Regions from separate parts of the Mus musculus genome. Here region 2 is linked to region 1. A link is a contact called in public HiChIP or PLAC-seq data. All regions are on one chromosome and are shown on one strand. Each heading gives the region's core, a stretch centred on a gene start, on an enhancer-like site or on the middle of the called end of the contact. The rest is flanking DNA. Distances are from core to core; before and after follow the strand shown. Region 1 overlaps Vti1a (vesicle transport through interaction with t-SNAREs 1A). Region 2 holds the start of 4930552P12Rik (RIKEN cDNA 4930552P12 gene).

Region 1 (5,240 bases), core at 1,823-4,322:
ATGGAGGGGCCCCAGGAACATGCAGACATGAGCTCCTTCCCACTGTGCTCTAGGGAACCCCATAGACAAGGGCCACTGCAGAGTCCAGCCCAGCTCTGAGCACACCCTCCTCCTCTTCCTCCTCCTCTTCCTCTCCTTCCTCCTCCTCTTCCTCTTCCTCCTCTTTCTTTGTCTCATAGGCCATTCACCAGCCATAGCTGCTGAATTGAAATACTAAAGCTGACCAGCCACCTCCATGTTGCCCTTTCCCTCCTTAGAATCAGTTGCTTCCAGATATGACAGCTTGGCTCCCTCACTTTGGGGGTTCAACTCAGCCTTTTAGAACCTTCAGTTCATTCGCATAAACTGTTTTTTCTAATTATCCATTAAAATAGAGATGTTTATAGTTTATACATCCTGAAAACATATTTTACAATCAAGTTAGACATGACCTGACATGTATGCATACTTCACATAAAAGCTGGCAGCCCCTGGTCACTTTACCTGTGACATGCAGCCATAGAGTGTATATGTAGTCAATTATGAACTAACAAGTTATTTGGAAAAAATTTCTTTTCAAGGCTTTAATATCTGAAAGAACTATCCAAGAAACCTATTTTAAATATAATAATAACAGTGCCCACAATCCACTGCCACAAGGAACAGCTGTTACCCACATCACTGTTTTCAAGTCTGTAAAGGGACACAGTTTAGATTTTGTTTTGTCCATTTTTTTTTGTGAGTTCCCCCCCCCCCCCGCAAAGCTGCGGCTCACAGATGGGTATACTGTAAGCAAATGTTAGAAAATGACTGTCCCAGCCAGGAGTGGTGGCCCCCATGCCTGTGACCCAGCTGCTTGGGAGGCAACAGCAGGGTGATGGACGCCCAGACTAGCCTGGGTGACACAGATTTGTCTCAGAACAACAACAACAAAATAGTAAGCAGTTTCCTACTAGGATAAATCTTTACTCTTGCTACAAAACCTATACTATCTGTAATCTAATGTGGGTTTGATAACATATTCTGCAGTTTTTGATAAGAATTTTCCCATCATTTTTCCAGTGGCCATTCACAAATCAATTTGGTGATGAAAATTAGCTATTTTCTCCAAGTCTGGGAGAATAGACCATGCAAAGGCAAGTAGAGCCCACACTCCGGTTTGTGTTCCACCCACACGGTAGAGGTAGCAAGAAGAAGAATAAGCTTGTTCTCCGTGAATATATTTATATGAGAAGAATTTTTTATTTCTTTCTCTCCACAGATGGGAAAGCCTCAATTTCAGGCTATATCCATGACTTTGTAGGGCTTTAAAAAGAAAGAAAACTCTCCCAGGACGAAACCCTTGAAGTCAGAGCAAAGCAAACCATCAGAGAGCTTCCAGGCATCATTCCAGGGTCAAGTGTGAAACCATGAGAAGTCTAACAGCACAGGTAGTGTCTGGGAGGCAGGAGAGCCTAGCACACATGTCTCCACACCACAGGGCATGGCCCTGACTCGACAGCACCATGTCAGCAGGGTTACTTAAAACAGTCGGGTTGGCTTTCTGTTTGGGCCTTCTAGCTTCTGCATAAACAAGGACTCACTGGAAAGACGTTGAGCCCAGAAGAACAGACATTCCTTGGGAGGAACAAAGAAGCAGAGAGGGACGGTTGGCCTCTCGGGAAGTCATGAAATCTCCTATGTAAAGCATAGTAATATTTTTGTTATTACTTGATTTAACACTCCAGGAATTTAGCCCACGCCAGCTGTGAGTCTCAGGGCCCCCTGCTCATTAAAACTCTCCTCTTTCCATCCGGCCCCTTTCTACTGTTACTGTCGCCTGCCTATTGTCCCTCAATTGTCTGTGTAATTCTAGAACGTGCCTGTTCAGTTCCTCCACAGTGGTTCTTTTTATTCCTCCCCTTTAGATATGGTCTTAGTATGTGATAGCCTTCGCATGCTATGTAGACCAGGCTGGGTTTGACCTTATGGCAATCCTCCTGCCTCTGCCTCCTGAGTGCTGGGTCATAGGCATAAGCCACTATGCCTAGTTTCAGAAAGGCTTTTATTGTAATAGCATATTGTCTACGAAAGGAAAAACTCATTTTGGAAATGTGGAGAATGCCAAAAAGTATATTGGAAACAAAGTGTGACAGAAGTAAGCCGCACATTGCACTGCTGTTCAAGTGTCACTGACACCAAGCAGCTGGCATTTCCCACGTATCCAGTCACCCCGGACACCGGAGGCAGCGAGGAAGTGTCTACAGTCTACACCACTCCCTTCGACTCCCACTGCCACATCTCTGTCCCAGTCACCCGGCATTCACCTTGGCTCTGTTCATTCAGGAGCCGCCAGCATGTGCAGTGGGGCCTGGCCACACAAGATTGGCGCAGTGGGTTAGCGTCCGTGGCTTTAGGAAAGAGGAAGTCCGTCAGTTTTCCCAAGTAGAGACTATACAATACATTTCTCAACACGACCTTTCACTAGAAATGCTTAAAAAACAATGTGTTCGTAGGATCGGGGGGGCTAGGGCTCCCAAGAAGTTTCCCAGAATGTGTTAGAAGATGAGCCAGCTTGTCTTGAGGAGAGGTCACTGTCCGCCAAGGCCATGGCCATGCTGACTCAGGTCTGTGGGGAGGAGGTTAGAGATGCCCAGAAGTCTTTAGAGCCGGTCCTTCCAGCCCACAGGCCTGCACATGGAGCGAACGTCCCTGCACGGAGCAGCGCCCATAACTGAATTACAGAACGGCCATCCGTTACTCCAAACCGTTTTCTGTCGTTTAATTAGAAAATTCATCTTATTTTGCCTCCAGGCCCTGAAGCCTTATTGCATTTGCACATATTTCAAAATGTTTCAAGTACTGACCAGATAACATTAATGACTATATTAGATAGGCAAACGCTTTTAAACAAAAAATAATAAACATCCTTGTATGTGTGTGTTTAAAAAAAAAAAATTCTAATTCCGTCTGGAGCCAAACAGGTAATTTCCCTTCAGCCCTTTTTCAGTCAGCTAAGACAGGTTGGGCTGGGAGAGCAGTCGGCCTGTCTGCAGACCAGCTTGCCTTGCATACCAGGCCCCGAGTTTCTTCAGAGGCAGACAGCGGGATGATCTGATTGGCTGGCGTCCAGAGCATGCTCACAAGGGCCTCTTTGATGAAAGGGTTCTTGGTTAAGGACTGTACCAAAAGCAGCCTGCCACCCTCCTTTCAAAGATACTCATTTAGAGCAATTCCCAGAAAGGGAAAGAACAGCTAGAAAAGGAGAAAGGGAGGGGAGGGGAGGGGAGGGAGAAATAGCTGAGCTACGGGGGTTACCACAATAATTACACTCCCTGGCCCAGAGAGGGGGAGTTATTACAGGTAAACTGCTGGATGTTGAAGGAGCTGGCTGGCAGCTCGGGCAAGAACATAAGGAATGTGCAATTAAGCTCATTAAAACATCATCATTATGCTTATCAATCTTTCTCCAAAAGAGGTGGGGTGGGGCATTGTGTCACAGCAGGACGGCCCCTGCAGATAAGGATCCAAGGTAACTAAGTTGCTTCTCTCAGCAAACAAAATGAGCCACTGAGTTCCACACAGCGTTTACAGCTAAGCAGGCTGGTTCTGATACAGAGAGACTCCCAGGAGCTCTAGGGAGCAGCGTCGGGAGCCGAGCTCCACTCTGTGGGCACGCTTCCTTTTGATGGGATCCTCATGAGAAAAGTAGGCCTTTCCAGAACACTTCCGATGACTCAACACTGGTGTCCAAGGAAATCCGAAATCCTGCATATGCCATGAGTCCACCCTGCTCCGTGGCACTAGCTTAGCTCAGGGGGTGGAACCTAGATGTTCATTAATTCTCGGTTGAGCAAATGGTGTGTGTGTGTGTGTGTGTGTGTGTGTGTGTAAATGGACCTGTGAAGGCCAGTCAATATGGGGTGTCTTCCTCTGTGTCTCTCCACCTTGTTTTTGGAGACAGGTTCTGTCACTGAACCTGGAGTCACAAATTCAGCAAGACCTAGCTGACCCACATACCCAAGGATGCCCCTGCCTCTGACTACACAGAACTGGGGTTGCTGTGCCTCCATGCCTCCTCTTTATCTGGGGCTTGAGAATTCACACTCAGGTCCTCGGGCTTGCACAGCAAGCCCTTCAAAGCCTGAGCCACCCTCCTAGCCCCACCAATGTTATACTAGGAGATATCCCAAGTGTATGTGTGAGTCCGAGGGTGGTCCTGAGAGCATGGCCTCCACTGAAACCATCTAGCAAGGAGGCACTGGCCAGCCCAGCCTTCACTGATGCAGATTGCCCCCTTGCTGAGTACGCTCCAGGGAGGTCAAGGTCCATCAGGAGCATGGGAAGAAGAGAGTTCAGCATAATGTGCCCATTTCCCAGCCTGCTCCCGAGGGAAGGCATTGTCTCCCTGTGCCTTTCACACTCACTCTGGCTTTCTGCCTGGAACTTTCCTCCCCGACCCTTGGGAAATTTTTTTTTTAATATGAAAATTGTGTTTCTTGCTGAAAATTAGTCACATGCAAAAGAATAGAAGAAAGAAAAGGCCGGGCGGTGGTGGCACATGCCTTTAATCTCAGCACTTGGGAGGCAGAGGCAGGGGGGATTTCTGAGTTCGAGGCCAGCCTGGTCTACAAAGTGAGTTCCAGGACAGCCAGGGCTACACAGAGAAACCCTGTCCCCCCCTCCCAAAAAAAAAAAAACAAGAAGGAAAAGAAGGAAGAGGAAGAGGAGGAGGAGGAGAAGGAGAGGAAGAAGAAGAAGAAGAAGAAGGAGGAGGAGGAGGAGGAGGAGGAGGAGGAGGAGAAGAAGGAGAAGAAGAAGAAGAAAAGGAGGAGGAGGAAGAGGAAGAGGAGGAAAAAAGAAAGAAGAGAGAAGCCATGTGATCTGGTCCATTCCCATATTAAAATATGTTATTCTAACCTTTTAGGGTTTTGGGGGGGTGTTAATTTATTTTTCAAAACTACATAAATAGAATTCTTGTTCATCTGTTCCCCTATGATGTGGCCACTTTCCCTACCATTCAGTATGCTTCAAACCATTGTTTGGAATGTCTGCACAGGGTAACCTGTCTTCATCCTCTGGCACTGAGAGTGGATGCCTAGGGCACCGTCACACCTGCTTAGGCATTGGCCATGCCACTGAGCCGCCAGGGTGTGGTTTAATCGTTTACTACTGGGCACCTTGTCTGCTTACAGTCTTCATCGGTAAAAAGTAACATGGCCCTGAGCATCTGTAGGTACAAGAGTGGCCACTTAGCTTACATCGCTCAGCTCCTCGCAGCT
Region 2 (5,240 bases), core at 1,700-4,199, 120 kb after region 1:
AATCTCTGTTAGGCTTTGTGTGTAGTTTTTTTGTTTGTATGTTTGGTTGGTTGGTTGGTTTTTGTAATTTTATTTTTCTCCCTGAGATATTGTCATACTTGTTTCTGTTTAGGGCATCCTCTTAGAAATATTTTGAGGGCACTGTCGAAAACACTGTATCCATGAAAATATCACACTGTGCCCATAAATATGTATGATAACGAGTCAATTAATTTTTAAAACAGGGTCATCATGGCTCAGGCTGGCCTCAAATGCTATGTGAGGCCAAGATGACCTTGTGCTTCAAGTTTAATTATGTGTATGTGTGCTTGCCTGCATTTGTGTAGGTACACCACGGGAGTGCCTGAGGGCCACGGAGTCCAAAGGAGGCTTCAGACCCTCTGGAAGGGAAGCACGGATGGTTGTGGGCTATCATGTGGGTTCTGGGAATGGAAGCCAGGCCCTCTGCAAAAGCAGTAAGTGCCTTCAGCCACTGAACCAGCTCACCAGCTCACCCCACTTCCACTTGTAATTCTCTGCCTCCACCTCCAAGGTGCACCAGCTGTGATATTGCTTGGTTTCTGTGGTGCAGAGGGTCATATTTAGGGTTCCCTGTGCAGTAGGCAAGTGCTCTGTAAACTGAGTCACATTCTCACCCAAGTGAAAATATGTTGAATTAAACCTTTGTACTTCATGTAGAAGCTCACATAACCTTCCTAAGATCCCAAAAGAGATGGGACTGTCACTGCCGTCCTCCACATACACAGCGATGAGGGTCGATTACGGGAACAGGACATGAGTCTGGAAACTTAGTGGAGGAAGGTAACCGACCATCCCAAGGTCACACAGCATGGCAGGAGATTATGAAAAAGAAACACAACCCCCATCTGTCTGACTGGAAAACAACTGGGATGTCATTGCCCAGAAAAGTCATTGCTGCCCCTCTTCTACCACTGGCTCCTGCAGCGTACCCCATAGTCCCCCTATTCTGAAAGGAGTGCTTGGAGAATGGCCTCAACCTAGGATGCTGAGCCCTTGCCTCTGCTAGGATGTTCCCTCGTTATCAGCATGGGGAATGGGTATACATGAGACTGATGGTATCAATTATACATGATCCTGGGCTAAGCCCTGTGCCCTGGGAGCTGCGTGGAGAGGTGCCTCCAACGAGAGAGCCTCTTAACTCCTTCCCTGCTATTCGGAAACTGCTTACAGCAGTGTTTGCTGCGGTTAGAGTTGATTAGAGTTGTGTTGGATGCCTCTGTCCAGGGAGTTGTTGTGTGTAGGTCTCCCTGGTGGCCTCAACTCCCTGGCCTTTACTCTCAGGCTCCTTAGCGCTGCTCCTGACTTTACACAGGTGTAAATCAGGCCATTAGCACCTTCTGCCTCAGCCGGGGAGGTGTGCCCAAAAGGGGGTTTAAAGGTGACAGGGTTGGGGTGGGGAGGAAACCTGATCATTTTAATGTTTAACCTCGGTGACAATGGGATCGGGAGCCCTCCCCACCCCCACGCAAGCAGCTTCTGTGGAGAGAGTCCATAAAATACCTCAGATAAGAGAGGAACTCAGCGGGAGGAACTGGGTGGCTAAACCACAGATCAGACTCAAGGCAGCTGAGAGAAAGCAACTCTGGAGAGAGGACATAGCCCTTTCCACCAGCCCTGTCCTTCGGCAAGTGCACCCTTCCTTAGTCTGAGAGGAGAAACCCCTAACAGTTAGTTCTGCATTCAGTGTTAAACGACTGGGAGGCGGAAAACTGAAGGGAACATAACTCTGGTTAGGACAGGAGAGAGGAGAGCCATTTCTGGTAAATAATTAACAATACAACATGTTTCCCTTAAAAAAAAAAAGTACCCAGAAGAACTTTCAACTTCTCTAATTTGGAAAGTCAAAAGTTTAACTGGGCGCCAGGAAGCTGTTGGCCAAACCCTGCTTCTTGCCCAGTCATCCTGGCAGCGTGGGAGCTGTGACCACCTCCCTCTTGGTAAGATCTGGAGTGTAGGTGGCAACAGCCGATGACATCTGGCTTCTCTGGGGTGTCCCAGGAAGAGGGTGGGACCCTCAAATCTCATCCTGGGTGTCAAAGATCCCTCTGCTAAGTGTTCCGGAACTAAGTGTGTTCTCAGATTCATGGCAAATCAAGTCACGGAGACAAATTAGGACCTGCAACATTCGTTTTAGAACTCAGTCCACTTGGGGTCTCCATTCTGATTTGTAACCTCGCCCAAGTTGCTTTCCCAGCCCTGGGCAGTTTACTTCATTATTGACCTGAGGCAAACTGCCTTCACAGAGCTGTTGCCTGACAGTGCTTGTTGTGGGGGTGGGGTGGCACGTGATGCCTGCCTGTGCGCCACGTTCTTCTGACCCCCGTTTTTGAAATACAGCCCCGAGTTTGACTGGAGCACATTCCCCATGGAATGACTGACTTACTGTCCGCACTGCCTTCCCTACTACAGTAGTGGAATTGCTCAGTGGCGATCCCAAGGCCTGCAAAGCCTAAAATAAGTAAGTATTGCTCATGACGTTGCGGTCCTCTTAGATCAGTAAAGATACAGCCGCGTGTAGATGAGGTGCTAGTTTGAGCATCTCATCCTGCCCTCGCCCTTGGTCTTTGGAAGGATGCTGCTTGCTTACTGATGTCCTCCGATGCTCACAGCTCCCGTCTCCACCCAGCGTCTAACGTCCAGAGACTTCAGGTCCAGCCTTCCCTTTGCTGTTGACAACACCGCAGCTGAGGAGGATGGAGTTGTTCGCTGTTGTTAAGACAGACTAGGTGGGCCCTGACTTTGGTGGCTACCAAATTTTCTGACAGATGTCAACCTGAGGTTCAGGAAGAAGAAACCAGAGGAACAGGTGGAAGCAAAAGAAGCCCAAAGGCAGACCCATGGCCTTGACTCACCACATAGGTCTTGGAGCCAGCCTATGGATGAGGAAAGAAGGCAGTGAGCCAGGTCTCTTCCCTGGACCGAAGTCAATAAGGCTGTGCAACAGCTTTTCTCTTCCCCAGACTTTAGACAATGAGGTGTGCAGCAGCTTTTGTCTTCCCCAGACTTCAGTCAATAAAGTGTGCAGCAGCGTTTGTCTTCCCCAGACTTCAGTCAATGAGGTGTGCAGCAGCTTTTGTCTTCCCCAGACTTCAGTCAACGAGGTTATACAGGGGACAAAGCATCAGGAAAGACTAAGAGAAACTCAAAGCCTTCTTGGAAGCAGCACTAAGTGTACCGACTCAGTAAAACTTCCCAAAGACAAAGAAAGTGGTTACATTTGGCAAATAGACAGAACCCTTCCCGTTAACTCATGCTGGCTAATAGTGTCCTTTCCTTCACCCAGTTTTTTGCCTTCTTGTTAAGGAGGCAAGAGTTCACTCAACCCACACAGCCACTCTGGAATCAAAGGTGTCCTTTCAAAGTTGTCTCACAAAGAATTGGGGATAAAAGTCTTTGTTCTTGGGTCCAGGTCGCTGGAGTATCCCAGAAGCCCTCCACTCCTGGTGGCCGGCCACCTATCTTCCCTCCCTCCTGCACGTGGCCCCATGTGCTTTCCAACAGCAGGATTCAATGTGCAAAGCAGCTATAGGAACGTGAACGGGAGTCTGGCCAGTCCTGATCACTGGTACCTCCACTTGCCCTCTCTGGTGGCATTCCTGCCTCAGATCCTCTCTTCCTGGCATTTATCCATCAACTTCAAGATCGCAAAGTCCAAACACCAGTCCCATGACACAGTCAGAAGTACCAATCTAGTTTCAGTTCCTGGCACCCACAATGAATGGTCCACAACTGCGTATAAAGTTTCAGAAGATCTGACATCCTGTGCCGACCTCTGAGAGCATCTTCACGGGTGTACACACAAATGAAGATGTGCACACACAGTGTACATGTACATAAAATTTTTTAAAATATTTCTTAAAAAAGAAAGCCGACTCTCTGGACACTATACACTGCTTTTGGTAGCATGGACGGACAGGGAATTATGTAATGGTTTTGAATGCACTGATGCTGGGTTTCCAATGGCCAGGGGCCTATGGAGTTAACCCTTTTCTCAATACTTCATATTGAGAAATGTTCTCTCTCTCTCTCTCTACCATACACACACACACACACACACACACACACACACACACACACACCTATGGATTGAACCCATGACTTTACTCATGGTATGCAAAGACTCCACTTGTACCTTAAATATAAATGGACTTTTTCATAGGATCTATGATATCTGGTAGTCAATGAGACACACTTTATAGAATTTTCTGGCATCTTTGGTATGCTCCATAATTTTTACAAGTGGCAGGGATACTGTGATCAAAAAGCTTGTGAATCCCACTACTACCATAGTCTGACTTCTGGGAACCCCACCCCATCCCACACTCAACCCAGAAGGTAGAGAGTTTCCTATTAGTTCACATTGAGGAAGCTGAAACTCACATTACTCATGGGACTTGTGTTAGTCCACTATTTGGAAGCAGCCAACCTGGGACTAAAAGCTGGTGGGAGGGTCAGCTCTGTGTCCATGTGGACGTTTCTATCAACTCGGGGTGAGAGCTTTATAGGGTCCCTAGGGGAGCTCTGTGGGCCTGTCACCTGTTCATTCAAACAACACAAGGGTGGTGTTGCCTGGCTCATTCTGAGAGTCCTTCCACCTGGAAGTACCTCAAAGTACCTCAGCCTGAGCTCAGAGTACCAATCTGCAATCACAGGTGAGAACGGGTGAGGACAGTGACAGAGGAGTCATCAGGGTGAGGAGGTCAAAGGGCCACGGCACATCTGTTCATTGTTCATTGCTTCCCGCAGATTTCACCTCTCTCTCTCTCTCTCTCTCTCTCTCTCTCTCTCTCTCTCTCTCTCTCTAATTTGGATATAATCTAGTCATATCTCAACCCTGCAGCTTTGCCAAGAAGAAATTACTTTGAGAGAAGGAGGAAACAAAGCAAGACCCTTTGCACACTGAAAGGTTGGCCCACACGCCTTCCCTCCTTCTCCCGCTAATGGCTGTCCCCGTGGCCTAGGCCAGGGCTGTGCTTTGTTCCCGGTGAAAGACACAGAAGAGCACCAGCTTAGCTCTTAAACAAATAGTGCCATTTAAACCTCTCAGCGACACCATTGGCTAAGGAGCCCCGAGAAACACAGACTCTGGCTTCTGTTGGGTTTTGTGCATGTGTTTTGTTTTGTTTTGGATATTTTGTTATTCTGTACACTTCAAAAGAGGCTTGGGTGGCCTGGGGAAGGTCTGTGTCCTTAGTTCCTTTCCCTCCCGTGTGGCTTTT

Evidence for each region. HiChIP or PLAC-seq counts read pairs in DNA pulled down with a chosen protein or histone mark.
Region 2: an H3K27ac HiChIP or PLAC-seq map of extraembryonic endoderm stem cells shows a contact between it and region 1. The contact joins the promoter of 4930552P12Rik here to the enhancer-like site in region 1. A contact is called at or near these places in 1 of 39 promoter capture datasets (neural stem cells), 4 of 484 Hi-C or Micro-C datasets (conventional type 1 dendritic cells, cranial neural crest, extraembryonic endoderm stem cells and 1 more), 7 of 115 datasets of contacts at active chromatin or transcription factors (differentiating embryonic stem cells, embryonic stem cells, extraembryonic endoderm stem cells and 3 more) and 1 of 9 other capture datasets (liver).

The regions. Positions count from the first base shown.
Region 1 is chr19:55,575,234-55,580,473 of GRCm38.p6, forward strand. The region is part of intron 7 of Vti1a (vesicle transport through interaction with t-SNAREs 1A); the gene reads left to right. Among named protein-coding and RNA genes, the nearest start is that of Gm41871, 120 kb to the right of the region's middle. Within about 2 kb of position 3,073, at least 77 of the 459 cell types and tissues checked have an H3K27ac peak or open chromatin away from gene starts, as enhancers often do. A contact at or near this core is called in embryonic stem cells, extraembryonic endoderm stem cells and neural stem cells, where this site is marked.
Region 2 is chr19:55,699,255-55,704,494 of GRCm38.p6, forward strand. 4930552P12Rik (RIKEN cDNA 4930552P12 gene) reads right to left here and starts at 2,950. Exons shown (of 4, transcript NR_045318.1): 1 at 2,874-2,950. It overlaps Gm41871 (a long non-coding RNA gene), which reads left to right and starts at 1,889. Exons shown (of 3, transcript XR_877940.2): 1 at 1,889-1,958; 2 at 2,359-2,479; 3 at 2,631-3,373.